Regions from separate parts of the Mus musculus genome. Here region 2 is linked to region 1. A link is a contact called in public promoter capture Hi-C data. All regions are on one chromosome and are shown on one strand. The core of a region is the stretch at or near the end of the contact, and the rest is flanking DNA. Distances in the headings are between cores, read along the strand shown.

What was found. Promoter capture Hi-C pulls out the DNA fragments that hold promoters and counts their contacts.
Region 2: a contact with region 1 is called in a promoter capture Hi-C map of maxillary cranial neural crest. The contact joins the promoter of Tm9sf1 here to the promoter of Arhgef40 in region 1. A contact is called at or near these places in 3 of 39 promoter capture datasets (cranial neural crest, liver and maxillary cranial neural crest).

Annotation. Positions count from the first base shown.
Region 1 is chr14:51,981,540-51,987,804 of GRCm38.p6, reverse strand. Arhgef40 (Rho guanine nucleotide exchange factor (GEF) 40) reads right to left here and starts at 2,972. Exons shown (of 24, transcript NM_198249.4): 1 at 2,814-2,972; 2 at 205-402. The coding sequence starts at 2,816. Gm16617 (predicted gene, 16617) reads left to right here. Exons shown (of 3, transcript NR_045728.1): 2 at 164-285; 3 at 966-1,416.
Region 2 is chr14:55,639,457-55,645,721 of GRCm38.p6, reverse strand. Tm9sf1 (transmembrane 9 superfamily member 1) reads left to right here and starts at 2,351. Exons shown (of 5, transcript NM_001360063.1): 1 at 2,351-3,128; 2 at 4,134-4,755; 3 at 5,152-5,337. The coding sequence starts at 2,784. It also overlaps a transcript of Tssk4 not described here.

The sequences.
Region 1 (6,265 bases), core at 1,723-4,222:
TCTCTTAGGGGTTGTCAATATGTGTTAAGAGTCAACTTAAAGGAAAATGAATGCCCTTGCAGATTGTTAGTATCTGAGTAGTCACAATCATGGGAGGTCAGGCAAATGAGACCTAAAGGCTCCTGGGGAGAACGGTTATTGGTAAGACTGTGTCTCTAAGCAGGAGGAAATTAGCCTGGCAGAAAAGGGTTGATGGCCACTCACACAGGCTTCCTGCTGGACCTTGGCAAGCAGGTGTTTAGCAGGTACCAGGAAGTCCAGCGTGTACCTCAGCGCATCCTCCTGGTACGTCCTCTCCACCACCTGGAACACCTGGCCCAACAGGGTTGGGGCTGTGGCTTCAAAGGGCGGGTACAAGGCAGCAAGCGTGCTCTGCACACAGTCCTCCACTGGTTCAGGCTCCTGGTAGAGACAATACCGAGCTATAGACATCTAGACTTTCTAAGCATGGCTCCTTGGGAGTTGGCCAGTTTGCAGATAGATATGTCTCATATCATATGTGCACAGTGAGTAATCAGAAAATGCTGGCTGAATGAGCCCAGGAATAGGAGGGGCCTGGCCAGTCAGCACACACAGGCTTACCATGGCTTCACATTTAAGCTCTGAGACTTTGGCTTTAGTGATCCAGGGAGAACTTGTTATAGATGACTCTGGTCAGGATTGTTCCAGGCACTTGTGAATTGAGGTGACTGCATCCCGGGAGGAAAGAGACAGGCTGGGCCACTGAACCCATCTGATGCTTAAGAATTCTCGGTGGATGGGTGGGGGGTATGGGGTTTCTACACAGCCATTTTGCCAATGGATTCTCCCGAGCTCACCATCCAGATACCTTTATTGTAAGTGGAGGTATGCCCACTCACAAACTACTGCATCCTAGAGATAGTTGGTTGATAGGTGGGAAGAAAGAAGATGAGAAGACTGTGGCTATCTCAGGCCTTTATAGCATCCCTTTCTTTCATTCCCAGAACCTGTGGGATTGGCCACAATGAATCAAATGGTGGAGCCATTTGAAAGAAGATAAAGACATACCCAAAATTCTTGGAGAAGAGAGGAGGTGGTCTGATGCTATGTATTCCAGTTTTTTTTCTTTCTTTTTCTAGTTCCAGAGGGTTCTGTCTGATAACCTGTCTCAAAGACTAAGTCGTGTCCCGTACTGACCAACTCCCTAAGTGAATCATTCATTGGGCTACGTTTCTTCACTCACTTCCTAAACAACAACTCTGGGGTCTACTTCTTTGCATGTCCATATCTCTCTCAAGATGGCTTTTTAAGTTCCGTTTATCAGATGTCTTTGCTGTAAATGAGGAAAGTATTTTGCAGTATTTATTTCTCTACCTCTCTTTGCATTTACTAGCTCTCTACCCATTGCAGACGGTTCTGCTTCCACCCCAAGACAAAAATTACTTATTTTACTCTGAAATCTCTCCAGCCAGAGTTGCTTAATCCCGGCTGTTTGGGAAGATTAGGGTATTCAGACACCCCAGAGACCAGCATTCTGTGTTATCAGAGCCCAAACTTGGCTCCAAGGTGTGGGCGAGCAGACAGACCCTCAGTGTTCTCAGGACTGTGTACGTGGGTGGGAAGAAGGGTAGGGGTGAGGTTGGGTGGGCCCGAGCTCCGAAGTTAGGATCCGGGGAGCTACTGCTTGAGCAGCGAAGCAGCTGCAACCCATTAGGGGCGGTGAGCTCATGGCTGAACAAGAGTCGCAGCCACAGGAAACGGCCTCGGCAGGAGGGGAGGAGGGGTCTGGAGCAGGCGGAGGTGGGCAGGAGCCCAAGACACCAGGCCTCTGGTCGGCTGGGACCAAACGACGGGCGAGACTGAGTCAGCGCTCACTGGCCTAGTTCCTGTCTTGCTCCAACCCTCTGAGCAGGGTGATGCTTCCCAGACTCTCCGTAGACATTGCCCTGGCAGGGCCTCTCCCCCTCCTCCACTCTGCAATGAGCATTATAGGCTGCACCCGCCTGGGCAGTGGGCGCTCTCCCCGTAGTACTTCATAGTACTTCTGGCCGGAAAGTTCCGGGCTTAGTGTTCACTCTGGTTGACATGGGCTTCTGGTACCCTGAGCTGCTGCTCTCCGAGCCTCTGCTCTACAGGATTCCATCCAGATCCCTCCCTGCAGCGACAGTGCTCTGAGGCAGGCACTGTCAGGAACAGCTCAGTTCCCTGCAGCTGCATGAACCTCGGGGAACTTTGTCCCAAAAACTATGGTTTTGGCTCTGGCAACGTCACGCCCATTGGTACTGCGGAACACCCCCTACCCACCCCCAAACAGCCCCCTTTCTGTGAGGGAATTTCCCTTTGGACATGCCCTTTGGCCCTGGCCCAGCCACAGCTGTGGCTAGTCCCTCAGGGCCGGATGGGTGGGCCCATCTCACCGGGTTTGGGGACTGGGATGGAAAATGGTGGTTCCAGGCAGGTCAGTTCTCATGACCCAGGACAGTGCCCTTTCAAGGGCTGCCGCCAGACCAACTCGCAGAGGGTCTCCAGGAGTGAAAAACTGAGATAGGGAGGGGGAGGGAAAACTCAGCAAAAGAAGACTGGGTAGGACCAAAAAGACCGGGGGTGGGATGTGTGCAAAGACCATCGAAGGATGGGGAGGTGGCACAGAAGAAAGAAAGGGTCATGGCAATACTCGGTAGGGACTGAGCAGGCAGCAGGACCGCAGATCGAAGAAAAGAAGGGGGGATGGGAGGGTGGAGAGTCTCCGAAGCGCCAAGGAGCGCTAAGCGGGCACAAGAGGCACGGGGCTGGGGGCCCGGAGCGGGCTGCGCGAAGGCCGAGGGGACACCGGGGTGCTTCGCGGGACTCACCATGGCTCGGCGTCGGGAGGTGTCCCACTCTCCGGCGGGCGGGCGGGGCGGGTGAGCCACCGCCTCCCTCCGGGCGCTCAGTCTCGCCGGGTCTAGCTGCAGGACAACTCGCGCGGCGACCGCGGCTCTCCCCGCTCGTTCGGCAGCCCAGGCCGCGGGGGCCCCGCCAGGGAGGGCCGAGACGGCCGCCTGCACCGCCCCGCCCAGCCCGGGACCCCAGCCGAGAAGCCCCCCCAACCCTGGCCACAAGCCTCGCCTCCGCTCCCCTGGCTGTCTGCTGCCAGCCCGCCCCGCCCCCTCCGAGAACCGCCCAGCTGAGGACGCCCCGGGTTTCCCGCGTCTTCTTCGCTCTGCGGGATCAGTTCAGCCTCAGCTCGGGACCCTGCAGGGGACCCGCCTAGGTCCCAGGTTGCCCGGCGGCCAAAAGCCTTCTTCCATCTCTAGGGTCCATGACACATCTCCGGTCCGTGGCAAGGCTTGGCAAGGTCCTGGGGCCCAGGTCGATCCACAGCCTTTAGTTCCCTTTAGGTAGAGCTGAAGGCCGGGAAATTAGGGTATTCCCCCAAGCCTTGGGCGTTTGCCCGCCCTTCTTCCCCTTCCACCTTCTTGGGTCTCAAGGCTCCATGAGACTACAATGGGCTCCTGTGTGCAGCCTGGGGAGGGCGGGGGATGAGGGGAATTACGAAGTAAAGGCTTGGCATGTGGGGTGGGGGGATATGTGTCACGGCTGAGAGGCCAGGGCCCCGGGATCAGGATCCCTCTGTAGGGTCTGGGGGCGTTTGCGGAGTTGCTCCACGCTGCCTTTGCCTTTTTCTCTACCTTAGACCCCTGTTGCTCTGCGGTTAGAGAAGGGGAAGCAACAGTTCCCGGATTAGACCCCACGCTTTAGTACTGATGTCAGATCTTTCCTTCTTGTTGCAGGGCGATAGTGGCCCATATGCTAGGGCTTTTGGCAGTGACTATTATCTTACACTTCAGACAAAAGGGGCTAGGCTCCTTTAATTTTTTTTTTTTTTTGCCTCACCTACAAACTCGAGTATCACTTCTACATGGAAGTGAAGGCCGAGTGGGGTCTCTCAAAAAGGCTTGAGGAACCGCAGCACATCAAGGGGTTGCCCTGCCTGTCTCTGAGTCACAGACTGGTCCAAAAGGTGGACATTTGGGAGGCGATCTGAAAGGTACTCATTTCCCAGAGAGATCGTGAAGGTGTTGGCATTGCAGTTAGAGGGTAAAGTTTATTTAGAAGACGTGTGGTAGTGGATACAGTCGATGAGGCTTGGAGCAGGAGGAGAAGAAAGGGCCTCCATGACAGGCTCTTTTCATCTTAGGATGCTACATTCTGCCCCTTTTCCTGTGGGTCTGGAGAAGGGAGAAACTTAATTCATGGGGATGACACGAGCCCTCTGGTTCATAGGGTTAAAAAAGAATCTCAAGCAGGGAAAACCCTGTGATTAACCGGCAAGAACTGTGGAGCTATCTCCAACCTTCCAGTTAAGGTAGACTCTTCAGTCTCCTTGTTATTAATGACCAAGAGAGTGAGATTTTACTACCCCCTGGTGTCTGCCTGGTAAATACTGCCCAGCAGCAGGTTGTAGAGGCCTTCTAGGGAAGTTTTTTTTCAGAGGATTTTCTGTAAACCTTACTCATCAAATCTAGTTCACCCATTCTCGGTCTGGAACGATTGAACCTTCCCTTATTGGAACTTAAGATTCCTTATGCTCAAATCATTTGGTAGAATCCAGGGACACCCATAGCTAGGCAGTGAGATATAAACATATATCATGGGAAAAAAGATCCATTCAAAAGCTTTGAACTGGTGGCGTGAAGGAGTTTGGATTTAGGTTCTGAGATATAAGTTATCCCTTCTTACCATGAGTTTCAGTACATGGTGTGTGCTTACAGTGGTTAACAGCCCTTTCTCCGTAGGGAACTCTTACCTACCAGTGTGCATACAATGCAGTCTGAGTTGGTGTGTGCTCTTTGGTAGGTGATGTGAAGGGATAGCATAAAGCAGAGATAGAGAAGATACCAAGCTAACAGGTCCTCTCCTGCATCACAGATACTTTTCAATGTGGTTTATATATTTTTATTTATTATTTATTTTTATTAGATTTTTTCTTTATTTACATTTCAAATGCTATTCTGAAAGTTCCCTATACCCTCCCTCCGCCCTGCTTCCCTACCCACCGACTCCTGCTTCTTGGCCCGGGTGTTCCCCTGTACTGGGGCAAATAAAGTTTGCAAGAACAAGGGCCTCTCTTCCCAGTGATGGCCGACTAGGCCATCTTCTGATACAAATGCAGCTAGAGACACGAGTTCTGGGGGTACTGGTTAGTTCATATTGTTGTTCCACCTATAGGGTTGCAGACCCCTTCATCTCCTTGGGTACTTTCTCTAGCTCCTCCATTGGGGGCCCTGTGTTCCATCTTATAGATGACTGTGAGCATCTACTTCTGTGGTTTATATATTTCGAGTTCTTTCGAACCTAGAAAATTCCTACATATTTCATAGAAGAAGACATTTCATTTTATTGAAATGATGTAACTTTGAATATATACTGTACAGTACTTGGGAAAGCCAGGGCTTGTGTCCAGCTGTCTGACTCCACATTTTCACTCTTAACCAAGTTGTAAGTTATAGTAGTTTAGCTGTCAAAGTACATACAAGAACTTTATTATACCACCTTTTCTACCACCTCACTGTCCCATTAATATAATGTTGCTTTTGTAATAGTGCTGAGTGTCTAAAAGTGGTAAATGTGTCTCTGTGGACCAAAGGAGAAAGAAAGTCCACTTCTATCTAGACTTGGTATAGAATAATAGTTAAATCAATTCCTAAGAAGTGTTCTGTATGGTTGCAATGGAGAAGCTGTGCATGGAGTTACCCTAACGTGGGGGGAAGGCAGAAGAAACAGCTGTGTGTGTAACGTGTACTGCCTAGGTAATGAGCTGCAACATACCAGCCATGCATAGAGGGTTGATGCTTTGGGCTGCCCACCAATCCTTAGCCACCTGAGGAGGAGCTGTGGTAAGGGTCCTGCTTCAGTTCTGTACCTCAGTCAAGAGAAAATTGGAGGACCATAAAGGGGAGTTTTAGGATCAGATATGAAGGGATGTGTTCTTGTTAGCAGCACTTTCCAAGGAAACTGGGTATCAAAAGTTAGTTGTTTTAGGATAAGAATAAATAAATATTGCATTGGCTCTATTTGGTGTGATTTTTCTGTTTTACGTTACTTTTTGATTGATAACATTTCTTTAAAAGTTTATAACTCGGGGGCTGGAGAGATGGTCCAGCAGTTAAGTACATTGATTGCTCGTCTGAAGAAGGTCCTGAGTTCAATTCCCACATGGTGGCTCACAACCATCTGTAATGCAATATTCTGGTGTGTTTGAAGATGGCTAAATGTATTCATCTACAAGTAAATAAAGTTAAACGAAAGCTTATAACTTGTG
Region 2 (6,265 bases), core at 1,102-3,601, 3.7 Mb before region 1:
CCAGAGTATTCCAGAAAGTTAGTATACCTGGAGTAGCATCAGGATATGGCTCTGTAAGGCCTCGTGTTAAGCTATTTTCTACTCTACGTTGTTCCAGTCCAAGTTTGTTATACATAAAAATCAGAACTTGTCAAAAAAAAAATCAGTAGTTAAGAGATCTTTGTGCTTGCTCTTCCAAGATCCTGGGTTTAGTTCCTAGCATCCACACTCAGCAACATGTAACTCCCTCTAATTCAAGCTACAGAGGAACCAACATCCTCTTCTGGCCTCCTTGGGCATCCCTACATCTGTGGCATACATACACAATTGTTTTAAAGCTAGATAGATATGAAAAGGTAGAAATAAAAACAAGAGCTGGGCGGTGATGGCGCACACCTTTAATCCCAGCACTCGGGAGGCAGAGGCAGGCGGATTTCTGAGTTCGAGGCCAGCCTGGTCTACAGAGTGAGTTCCAGGACAGCCAGGGCTACACAGAGAAACACAAACAACAAATGTAGCACAGTGGCTCACCCTGAGACCCCTTGCTGAGGCAAGAGAATCGCTGTAGGTCTGAGGCCAGATGAGGCTGCCGAGACCCGTCTCAATAAAACCTCCAATTAACCAACCCCAGAACCCGATACTCAGCCCCTTCTCTTCCTGAGGTACTGCCGGTTTAACAGTCCTTCCAGCAGTAGTTTGAAAAATGGTCCCAGAGGAAGGTGGCTCAGAGGCTAGCAAGGTGGTTGACATGAAAGAGTATGGGGCCTCTACATCAAGAAAATGATGGAAAACAAAGAATCAGGAAACAAATCAAGGGAGCTTGCGATTTGAGAGGTGCTAAGAGAAGCTTTGATTTCTGGCTTCACTGGGTAGGTCATCCAAAGAAAACTCCAAAGCATCTTAAGTTATTCCTAACCACAGAACTCAGTCAGGCCTGCCTCAGTACCGCAAGCCTTGCACACACTTGCAGTCCCAGCTACTCGCGAAACCGAGGCAGGGCTATTGCTTCGGCAGCAGTTCCAAGGCCAGTCAGGCAACACAGCAAGACTGACTGTCTTGAGGAGGGCAAAGGGGTCAAAACAAAAGCCACTGTGTCTGGCTCAAGCCTAGCTTCCTAGACTCTAACCGCTTCAGGACAGTGGGTGGATCAGAAAAGAACAGTCGTAGGAGTGAGGAAAGAATGGCTGCTTGTGATTTCTCTCAGTACTTGCTTCCGCCAGAATAGAAAAATTGAAGTCAGCTTCCTTCCGTTTGCTCCCATGTTGCCAAGTGAAAGTCACTGTTCAAAAGGGGCAGAGCCCCTTCACAACAGCTTGAGCCAGACAAAAGTAACGCGTTCAAAGAAACCTGCAAAGTTAGGGAGAAGTCCAAACGTCCCACAGACGAACTTGGGAACAAAATGACGGAAGTGAGATGGTACCTGTAAGCTCTGAAACTCTGAAGGCGGAGACTCAAAAGACCCCGGGTTCGAGGTCTGCAGGGACTCCACATTCAAAAAACAAAACAAAAACCTACTTCCGATCAAAAACCGCGCTGTCGGGCTGGTGAGATGGCTCTGTGGGTAAGAGCACCCGACTGCTCTTCCAAAGGTCCCGAGTTCAAATCCCAGCAACCACATGGTGGCTTACAACCATCTCATAACGAGATCTGACTCTCTCTTCTGAAGTGTCTGAGGACAGCTACAGTGTACTTACATATAATAAATAAATAAATCTTAAAAAAAAAACGCGCTGTCAACCCGCACAACTTGCAGGGTGAAATGGCAAACTGTAGGTGCACCTCACCTACCTCCCGCATGCCTGTTGCCAACAATAACCGGTCCGTGCCTCCAGAAAGCCTCGGAGGGGCACCTTTACCAAGGTGTTGGAGGCTACAGGTCCCTGGCGTGGGAACGCGGCACAAAGCCCCGCCCCGCCCAGGTTAGGGACAACTTTCCGCGTCCGGGCCGACCTCAGCAGCCGGGGGCGGGTGCCGCGCTCCCGCTCCCCAGCTGTCTCTCTCCATCCTAGAGAGGACAGCCCAGCCGCGCGAGAGCCCGTGGGAAGCCGCCCGCGACACACCGGCGAGCATCGCGGAGCTCTTGGCTCAGGAGAAGAGCCTTCCCGCCTTCCCGGAGCTGAGGTCCCCGTCGGCGAAGGCGGAAGTGGTAAGACTGACGTGTCCGGGCTGCGGTGCTGCTCGCCGGGACGACCACTGGCATCGCTCGGTGGCTCGGGGAGCGAGCATCGTGGAATCCGTGGCCGGGCCGGATTGCGGGCGAACCAGAGCTCTTCCAGGAGCATTCGAATGAGCCGAGGGCGGACGCCGGCGACGTGGCAGCAGCCGCGGCAATCAGGCGCAGCGGCGGACAACCCGGAGGAGGTCCGTCGTCAGGTCCTCCGCAAGCCTACCGCTCCGGCGCCGCTGTCTGGAAGACCGGGGCAGAAGCCCAAGGGCAGCTACGGGGCCCCGTGAGGCCACTGGCGCCTCTTTGGCCAGCCGGTACCTCGCAGTGAGGACCCTGGAGCTGCGGCGAGTGCCCCTTCCGTAGCAGCGAGCCCGCCGGGCGTTGCTATAGAAACGGGTTGGCACGCGCAGCCCCGGGCTGGGGAGGCCTAGAGGCGTGAACCCTAGGTTGGGAGTACTATTGAGTGCACGCCAGGCCCCGTCTTTGGGATAGATAAGTTCTGTGGTGTGGGGATCGGGAGGCCGAAGGGAGGAGGTGGAGCCAATGGGCACTTGAGAGACCAGAACCGGGTCATCATGATTTGATTCCTAGTTTCTGTAACCACGGGATTCCCCCAACAGGTTCTGCTGCCTTAAGGATGACAGTCCTAGGGTACCCTCGAAGTTGGAGCTGCCATTGTTTGCCAGTCCTGATACTGTTGCTGGGCATAGGCCATGGGCCATGGGTGGAAGGTGTCACACACTACAAGCCCGGCGACCCTGTCATTCTATATGTCAACAAAGTGGGACCCTACCATAACCCTCAGGAAACTTACCACTACTATCAGCTTCCAGTCTGCTGTCCTGAGAAGATCCGCCACAAAAGTCTTAGTTTGGGTGAAGTTCTGGATGGGGACCGAATGGCCGAATCTTTGTACGAGATCCGCTTTCGGGAGAATGTGGAGAAGAGAATTCTGTGTCACATGCAGCTCAGTTCTGCACAGGTCAGCTGCTCTCCGCGGTACATATCACTCAGCCCTCCTTGCTAGGGACTAAGGGTGCCTTGCATCTATGGTACCTTTATGGAAATTATGTTTGGACTCCAACTACAACCCCGTGTACTTGCTTAGATGTTCCAAACTGACTTTTCAAGATAACATGGATCCAGAGATGCAGAGCGGGGAGCTTAGAGCCTAAGGCTCTTCGCTGTCAGTAATAGGTCCCAGAGTCCTGTGCAAGTCTCTCTCCTTCCGTACATGCCTCTGTTTTTTTCCATGACTTTTTTTTTTACTTTTTAGCCTTCCCTGTTACTTTTCTTTTTTTTCCTTTAGCAAATTTTGGAACTTCTTAATTCCAGTCTTTTTATACTTTGCTCCATTTATTTTTCTGAGACTTTATCCTAGCAAAGAGATCCTTGTTCTTTTTTGGGGCTAATATACCAGAATCAGTCAGTGAGTCTCAATGGAAAACAGTTTTGTACCTAGGTACTTTGGCAGTGTATAAAGACATTTGGTTTGGTTGGTTTAGGGGTTTGTTCTTGTTTTGAACATTGAGATAAGGTCTTACTATGTAGCCAAGGCTAGCCTCAAACCCAATAGTAACCTTCTAAGTGCTGGGATAACAGGTTTGTTCTATACCAGATCTCTACCCATCAACTAAGATAGGCTTTCTCTATGTAACAACAGCCCTGGATGTCCTGGAACTCTCTCTGTAGACTAGGATGGCCTTGAACTCACAAGAGATCTACCTGCCTCTGCCTCCCCAGTCCTGGGACTAAAGGCGTGCACCACCGTAGCCCATCTTGGAAATAATTTTGATTGTCACAGCTCAGTGGTACTATTGGTATGTAGTGTGTAAGGATCAAGGATGCTGACCCCTGCCATGCACAGATCAGTATCTCCCTACAACACAGAATTAGCCAAACCAAAATAGGAGTACCGCCAAGTCTTCAAAACCCTGTTTAACTCTGCGAGGCTTTGTGTAACCGACTCCTGGCTTGTTCTTTACAGGTGGAGCAGCTGCGCCAGGCCATTGAGGAATTGTATTACTTTGAGTTTGTGGTCGATGATTTGCCAATCCGTGGTTTTGTGGGCTACATGGAAGAGAGTGGCTTCCTGCCACATAGCCACAAGATAGGCCTCTGGACACATTTGGACTTCCACCTAGAATTCCATGGAGATCGAATTATATTTGCCAATGTTTCGGTGCGGGACGTCAAGCCCCACAGCTTGGATGGGCTGCGGTCTGATGAATTGCTGGGCCTTACTCACACTTACAGTGTGCGCTGGTCTGAGACGTCAGTGGAGCATCGGAGTGACAGGCGCCGAGGTGATGATGGAGGCTTCTTTCCTCGAACCCTGGAAATCCATTGGTTGTCCATCATCAACTCCATGGTGCTTGTGTTTTTACTGGTGGGTTTTGTGGCTGTTATTCTAATGCGTGTGCTTCGAAATGACCTGGCTCGGTACAACCTAGACGAAGAGACGAGCTCTGGCGGCTCTAGTGACGACTTTGACCAGGGCGATAATGGCTGGAAAATTATCCATACAGATGTCTTCCGCTTCCCTCCATACCGTGGTCTGCTCTGTGCTGTGCTTGGTGTGGGCGCCCAGTTCCTGGCCCTTGGCACTGGTGAGGGGATATGAATTGCTCTCAGGGTAGCAGATAGGTCATTAGAAAAGTTCAGTGAGCCGGGCATGGTGGCGCACGCCTTTAATCCAGCTTGGTCTACAAAGTGAGTTCCAGGACAGCCAGGGCTATACAGAGAAACCCTGTCTCTGGAAAAAAAAAACAAAAACAAAACAAAAAAAAAAAAGAAAAAAAGTTCAGTGGATTTCCTCTTGTGTTCAAGGTGAGAAAGAGACCTAAGGGACTCGGTAGCTCTAGTGCGGATGTGTGTGGGTTTTCCTGACTCCAGTAGAACTAGGAAAATCACCTGAGGGACCTGGGTTAAGGGGGATGATTTCTCTGAGGTCGAGAAGAGGTGTTGGTGAGGCCTAACTGGAGCTTTCCACTACTACCTTACAGGCATTATTGTCATGGCGTTGCTTGGCATGTTCAACGTGCACCGTCACGGGGCCATTAACTCAGCAGCGATCTTGTTGTATGCCCTGACCTGCTGCATCTCTGGCTACGTGTCGAGCCACTTCTACCGGCAAATTGGAGGCGAGCGTTGGGTGTGGAACATCATTCTCACCAGCAGCCTCTTCTCTGGTGAGAACACGCCCTGTTATTGGGTCTGCCTGGACTTAGTAACTAAGAACACATCATGGGTCCAGGGGCAGAATCACAGTGCAGGGGCCATAAGGAGAAGGCTTTGATACTTACATTTACAAGTGTTTTGCCTGCATGTGCAACACATATGTAACATGTACAACATTGTGCAGTTCATGCATATAGTCCCTATGGTAGCCTATGGAACCCTGGAACTGGAGTTACAGATGGTTGTAAGCCACCATGCGGGTGCTGGGAACTGAACCCCGGAGCTTCAGTAAAAAATAGCAAAAAATAGTAAAAATAGCGCTTTTAACCACGGAACTTTCTCTCCAGCCCCTGGGTGGGATGGGGGTAGGGGTGGGGAGTGGGGTCAAAAGACAATCCATCGGAAAGAATATTTCTTTATCTTAGACAGGATCTTGACCTATATAGTCCAGGCTGTCTTTGGGTTTATGATCTTCCAGTTTAACCGCTTGAGTACTGCGACTATAACTCAGGAAAATACCTATTTCTTTTTGAATAGTTAAAAGTTGTTAAGTGGGGGAAAGTGGCTAGACACTGAACATTTGATACGTCATGTGACATAGGCAATGTAGTCCCCGTTGCACACGATGAGGAGACTAAACTAGGACAGGGTCTTACTGTGGAGCCCACGTGAGCCTTTAACTGCCTCCTGGGTTATAGGGTTGTGGGTGCACATCACCATGCCTGGGTTTCAGCCGTTTGCATGTATGTGCTCAAGCGCTTGTGCAAATGTGCGATTGTATGTGTGGAAACCAGAGGGCCACCTCACATATGATCCCTCAGACACTGTCCACCTCTCCTGAGAAAAGATCTCTCATTAGCCAAATAGTCAAGACTGGGCTGCTTGGCTGACAGGCTTCAGTAATGTCTCCGCTGCCCCCAATGCTGAGATTACAAGCAT